Linked DNA regions of Gossypium arboreum: region 2 is linked to region 1. A link is a contact called in public Hi-C data. All regions are on one chromosome and are shown on one strand. Each heading gives the region's core, a stretch centred on a gene start, on an enhancer-like site or on the middle of the called end of the contact. The rest is flanking DNA. Distances are from core to core; before and after follow the strand shown.

Region 1 (3,525 bases), core at 311-2,810:
TCTTATGTTTGAAATGCTACGTTTTAGTCACTTACGCTATCGATTTGTTACAAAATGGTCACTCAACTGTTAAAATATGTTATCTCCCAAACGGTAGTCTAACGTGACAGTTAAAATGAGTTTTAAATGTCAACGTGGATACTCAACTGAGATGAGAAAAGTTAAAAGTTCTTTTTATGAAAATAGGATACAAAATTTTACCTTAAAACCCAATTTCCTTCAAATTTTTTTTAAAAATGCAACAATTAATTTTTTTTGTTACCATCAGAGAAAAGAACAGAAGAGCGAAACAACAAAAGAAGAAGAAGAAGAAGAAATGAACGCACCAACTTCTATACTTGTTTGCTATTGTGGTTTCCCGGCTATGTTGAGAACTTCGTGGTTAATGAAAATTCAAAGTAGGAGATTTTTCGGGTATCCAAATTATGGGAATGGGAGAACGCATTGTTGCCGTTTTTTTTTTTCTATTGGTTTGATCCACCTATGACACCTCGTCCAAATTTATGGTTTTTTTAGTCAAAATAGAAACTAAATCTAAAAGAAAAAGGAGACCAAGGGTTCTTTTTTTTCTAGTTCAAGGATTAATTTGATGCATTTTTTTATTATTTCGGGAAGCCAAATTAACATTTTCCTTTAATTAATTTAGAAAATTCAATTAATTAAGTTTATTTAATTAAAAATCAATTAACTTACTTGGTTGGACATCCATGTTGACATTTTAAACCCATTTTAAATGTCATGCCGAATTGTCATTTGCAAGGTAACATATCTTAACAGTAAAGTGACAATTTCATAACAAATGATAACATAAGTGACTAAAATGTAACATTTCAAACATAAGTGACTAAAATATAACTTGAGGTAAACAAAAGTGACTATGTTGATAGTTTACCCTTCAATTAAAAACATTTTTTTTTGGATTTTTCATGTCAATTTATATTGTTTATGTTTGGGGTTTGTTGTTGTCCCTCTCAATAATATCGTTTTTAAAGTTTGAATCTCATTCTTCTATCGGAAGTGCAATGACCCTTTGCATTGCACCTAATATTTAGTGGTCTCAATTAAAAGCATTGTTGTCCAAAACATTAAAGTATAAAGGAAAGGTCAAATATACATTTTGGTAATTGAACTTGGTTTCAAGGTTTAAATTAGCACCTAAGGTTTCTGGGTCCAATTAGGTACTTGAACTTGGCTTTAAAATTCAAATTGATACCTAAAGTTTAATTTGGTCTAATTAGGTGATTGAACTTAGCTTGTTGGTTTAAATTGGTACTTGAACTTGACTTTTTGGTCCAAATTGGTACTTATGGTAAATGACTTATTTGAAACAATTTGAACTACGAAGCTAATTTGAACAAAAAAGTCAAGTTTAAATATCAAATTAGACAAAAAAAAACTTTTAAGTATCAAATTGAACCTTGAAGGTTAAGATACCAAAATGTATATTTACCCTAAAAGAAAATTATAACTACTCTGGGTTGGGTGCAAATGCATTGGGTTCGTAATCTAAACTCCTAAACACCAAAAGATTGATTTGGGCTAACCCAAAAAAACCTGCTCAAAAAACACTATTGAAAAACCCAGCATTTTGCAAACCAAACCAACAGTCATTAAAGAACGAGAGTCCTCGTGTTTTTCCCACTTTGCTTCAGGTTCAGCTGCTTCTTGTTCATGGGGGTTTCAGGGTTTATCAAGGGCTTTAAACTCCTCCATAGAACCAAACCCAGAATCAGATTACACCCTTATGGTTATATTCAAAGGAGAGATTTCTTAGACACCAAAATTCTCAACAGCAGTGACTCTCTTCTTCCTGTTCTGATCGTTGGTGCAGGGCCTGTTGGCCTCGTTCTCTCTGTTCTTCTCACCAAATTTGGTATCGTCTTTAACCTAAAAGTTTCTTTCTTTTTTCATTATAAACCAAAGTAAATAGAGCACATTTTCAACTTTTATGAGGTTCATTTACATGGAATTTGTCTAATTGGTTATAGCGCTTTTATACGTTAATTCACCTTTTCCATTTGTTAATCGAATTTTAGGTCGATCAATGCAACTCATTATGATTTTTTTTTTCCTTTTAATATGTTTAAAGTATGTAGCTTGTGACTAGTGATGCCTTGTAGGGATAAAATGCACGGTTTTGGAGAAAAACAAGGGGTTTTCAAAGCACCCCCAAGCTCATTTTATCAATAATCGAACTATGGAGGTTGGTTTTATTTCTCTATGGAAGATTTGAGTGTAATATGTTTAGTGGAGGTATATTGAGCTTAATAGTAACTGTTCATTGTTAGGTGTTTCGGAAATTGGATGGATTAGCAGAGGAGATTCAAAGGTCACAACCACCTGTAGATTTATGGGGAAAATTCATATATTGTACTTCACTAACTGGCTCTATCCTAGGTTCAGTGGACCATATGCATCCTCAAGGTTCGATTCTATTGTCTCTATGGTTTTTATATATTGTAGGCTTGCCAGTTGCTGATTCCAGCTCAGCTCCATTAGTTTTAACACTTTTTCTTAAATTTCATGCATTTTTTATTACTATTTTAATGGAATAGTTGTCTAAAGACTATCTGCATCCATTGTCAGATTTTGAAAAAATTGTTAGTCCAGTCTCTGTTGCACACTTCTCGCAATACAAGTTAACTAGGTTACTTGTTAAACTGTTGGAGAATCTTGGTTTCGGTATTCACACGTTAGAAGGTCCTGACAGCCTTGATCATGAGCCACTCAGGGGAGGGGAAATCTTGATGGGGTATGAGTGTGTCTCCATTGACACAACTGATGAATGTGTTACTGCAACTGTTTCCTTTTCCAAGGAAGGTAAGTTGTTGATGAGAAAAATTCAATCTAAAATTCTTATTGGCGCTGATGGTGCTGGAAGTATGGTACGGAAGCTCGTTGGAATAGATTTGAAAGGCGAAAAAGACTTGCAAAAGCTTGTGAGTGTTCATTTCTGGAGCAAAGACCTTGGAAGATACCTACTTAATGAGAGGCCTGGGATGCTATTCTTCATTTTCAACACCGAAGTTATTGGGGTTATTGTTGCTCATGATCTTACTCAAGGGGAATTTGTATTACAGGTATTAGAGGATTTAGGAAATATTCAGTATCTCTGTTACTTTAAAATGCACTATATACTGAAGATGTTTTATTGATCATCATCTTGCAGATCCCGTTCTATCCTCCTCAACAGAACCTGGAAGATTTCAGCCCTGAGGTATTTCTTTTCACCATTGATTTGGAAAATACCAGTTGGATGAAGAATAGCTTACATTTAAGGGGCACTGGCTAGTTCCACCAATTTAGGTCATTGGGACTGGAAACGTAATAAGCTATAGAAAACTAAAAAGTAACGTATCTCTTTGTAGTATAATTTTCTCTGGTAGTTATCACTTATTAGGTGATTTAGGCCTTATGGGATATGCTTACATGGACATCTTGATTAAATTAAGTGCATGGCTGATTTTATAAGATATAACGCGTAAATAACAGCCACTTCACAAACCTTGATAGCAATTTCTTTGA
Region 2 (3,525 bases), core at 595-3,094, 170 kb before region 1:
ACATGTAACTGCTCGAATATATAGTTGGAAGTCTTGAGTGACAAAGTTTAGACTACAGCCGAAAGTTTCTTTTGTTTTTCGGTTGCACTTTGGTGGCCGATTGTATGGCCGTTGAACAAATGATCATCATACACCCATTGCCCTCGGTCGTCTCCCTGAAGCAGATTTTGTTCATTTATTTCGGTAGGAAGTGGACAGGTCATGGAATAATAATCTTTCTATGGCCCATGGCTTGAGTCATGCTTTGATGTCATGTGATGATAGTCATGACGCTCTAGTCTTGTGGTGACTTGATTTTTCTAGTTTTTAGTGGCATTTTCTGTTGAAATTTCACGGGAACTCGATTTTGGTTGGGTTTCCATTGAATTTTTGTTGTTTTAGGTTAAAGAAATTTCCACTTCCATGACAGCAAGGATGTGTATAAAGACTCACATCAAGGGTCTGCCTCCTTACGGCTGAGAGTGTTGGGTTAATGTTGTTATTGGCGGGTAAGACTGATTCAGGCAATGGAAATCCTTTTCTTTGTAATAGAGTGGTAGGTTTTACTTGTCTTTGGAGACTGTCTCGTATGAGGCATAGATTTTCAACAGTTTTCTCCGCTTTGTATAGTTGGACCAGTTTGGTTTTGTTTGTAGTTCGTGGCTACTACATTGCTATATAGGCAGGTCTTCTATGCCTACCCAGGTCTACAATATAGCTCAACCGGTGTCTTTATGTAATGATGATAACTTTAAAAAGTTTCTTTAGAAACAAAGATTGATTGCAACAAGTGAAGAAGTCTCAAAAAAATTTGTCCCCACCCAATTACTGGACAAGGTATTTATGGCTTTTGCTACCCAACCCATCACCATATAACAGTGACGAAAGGACACATACACACCATGATGCAATATATATCTATGCTGCACTTGAAATTCAGTGAAATAGATAATTGAGTGGGAAATAGATCCGTCAGTGAATGCTGAAAAGGGTAGAATCAAGGATTTGTTAGTGCTAAATTTGGTCCACCATACATTTTTGTTTTCTACTGACGCATGGAAGCATTGGGACCCCAAAAGCACTCTCACTGCCTGTTTATTGTATCCATGCCAATGCCTCTTTCCCAAAACGAGGATCATCCACCAGCATTTTTTTTTTCAAATATTCGGCTGTTCCAAAGAAAAACGTAGTATATATTTTCATTGGAGTTCTTTTTCTTTTAATGTTACAAGTTACACATTCGTTTTAGATGGAAGTAAATATTTATTTTTATTACTAATGCTTTTATACTTTTTATCTTGGTTTCAACACTTCTTGATGAACCACTCTATAACATGGGATGCTCTTGACATGCAATAGCGTGCATAATTCTGAATTACTTAAAAATGTTGTTGGAAATACATGCAACCATGTAAAAGTTGTGTAACTACCTTCAAAAGTTTGTTTTTGTTTTGTTCCGTCATATTCCAAGATTTCCGCCGTCTTCTGTAGTAGTTGTATGGTTGCTGATTTGGGCTTGGTGCGCTGGTGGCTGACCTGTTTGGGGTGGCTCGAATTTTCGGATTCCTCCGGCATCTCCCGACTAGCGGTTGTTGATGCTTGGCTCTTTCTCAAAATGTGCTTTATTGTTTTTCTCCCATTCTTGTAAGCAAGATTTCTAGTAAAAATGGAAGCCATTCGGTAATGAAGATCATACGCACTAATGTTTTTCATTAGTGGAAAACATTAATGCTAACACCTATGTGAATGGTAATGATCCCTCCTCTATTTATGCTTTTAGAAGAGTTGACCGCTTATGTTTGGAATCATTGTCTTGGGCTGAATGTCATTGTTGTACTGTATTTTGATTGTGTTTATGTTATGAAGTGAACTTTTTTTCGTAAATAAAAAAAAAAAAAAAAAACTTTAAAAGGTTGGCAAGATTCCTAAATTACTCCATTATTGAAATGTCTTAGAAAGTATGACTTGAAGAATTAGAATATAGATATTATTAAAATGTGCACTTTTAACTTTACCTTTCAATGAAATATGTGTTTTCCTCCTAGTAAAACAAAAGGTACTCTTATATTTAAACATACAAGTAACACTTTGTTTATTAGAAATAATATCTAAGTGAAACTTTCATGTAATGCGTACTATTTATTAAGTGTTTTATTGAATTAGTGCCACCCTTAATTGAATTACTAACTCGGTTAGAAAAATTATAGAAATGCCTTTTTGAAATTAAAATGGGTTATACTATTTGAGGGTATTTTAGTCTTTTTATTTAAACAAAAACTAATAAAAATATGGTGGGATTTGAACCCACACCAATTGTATTAATAAAATTATAAATTGACCCTCAACCAAAGTTTCATTTTAGTGTTTTCATACGTTTTTATTTTAATATGCGCAATTTATTACCTTCATTTTAATGACGTCATATTAATATGATATATTTATGTGTTGAAATTTCGTTTTATTTGTAATTCAATTTTTTTAATATCATACATATTTCATATGTTATTATGATTAAATCATACGTTTATTATTTATTATATGTTATTTTTAAAGTGTTGTACACGCATATGCGTGTAAGATTTCTAGCATTTGTAATTTGTTTAAATTGCATTATCCAATACTTGTAGCAAGTTCACTCTTTTTTTCTTTCTATAATTGTGCATTAATAACCTCTTTTGAGGCTTATAAATGGAGCTTTTTAATCTTTTTAGCTTATTTTAAATTCTCTTGTAAATTTCTCTAAAACAATCCTAACAACTACTAAAACTCACTTTTCATCGTATTTATTTTTCAGTGTCAGTTTGAATCTTTCTTTTCGTCATTTTTTCGCAACATTCAGTTTTACTGATTTTTAACGTTTAGTTTTTTTACATAAAAAAACTATTTACAAATTTTAAATTAATGTGAAAATAGATTAAAGTTAAGAATAATAATCCGAAAAGAGACACTAAATTTCAGGTTGATATAGGATGCCACCATATCCAGGCTGTTTCACTTTCATCCTCCGTAGCAAGCTGTTGAGAATTAAAGCTGTGGGTCAAATAAGCAAGGGAACCAGTGATCATGATGGGTATTAATCATTCTGGGTGATGTATTGAATTGTAATTTTCTTGGACTCACTTTAGGATTAACCTAACCCTCCTGGCTCCTGCACGTTTCAAGTTCAACCACAAGTCTTTTAAACTTCTTCAATGATCTCATATCTATAATCTATAACTACTATTAAAATAGATACATGAAAATTACTTTACATGTTTCAGCTTGATTTTGTGATGCCTGTTTTATTTTATTTCATTTTCTTTTAAAATTTTTCGTACTTTTTATTAAATTGGATTGGATCGATCAATTAAATTGAGAATTGATTAAAGTAAAAATTAAATTGATTGACTCAAAAACCTATTAAATAAGTGATTGAATCTATTCTCTCTATGTTTATTTATATGAATTTTTAATAATTTATTTAATTAAATTGAACTAACTTATTAAATCATCGATTTTGATATTGAATATTTTGTCAGGTTCATTTTTATTTTTTATTGCATTTTA

Evidence for each region. Hi-C and Micro-C count contacts between places; a contact is called where the count stands out from the background.
Region 2: a Hi-C map of leaf shows a contact between it and region 1, with 2.3 times the contacts expected there. The contact joins the promoter of LOC128290525 here to the promoter of LOC108476351 in region 1. A contact is called at or near these places in 2 of 5 Hi-C or Micro-C datasets (both in leaf).

What each region holds. Positions count from the first base shown.
Region 1 is chr3:20,975,766-20,979,290 of ASM2569848v2, reverse strand. LOC108476351 reads left to right here and starts at 1,560. Exons shown (of 11, transcript XM_017778546.2): 1 at 1,560-1,873; 2 at 2,121-2,203; 3 at 2,289-2,424; 4 at 2,587-3,080; 5 at 3,170-3,217. The coding sequence starts at 1,672.
Region 2 is chr3:21,143,350-21,146,874 of ASM2569848v2, reverse strand. It overlaps LOC128290525, which reads right to left and starts at 1,844. Exons shown (of 2, transcript XM_053026207.1): 1 at 1,410-1,844; 2 at 930-1,148. The coding sequence starts at 1,692. The coding sequence ends at 1,075.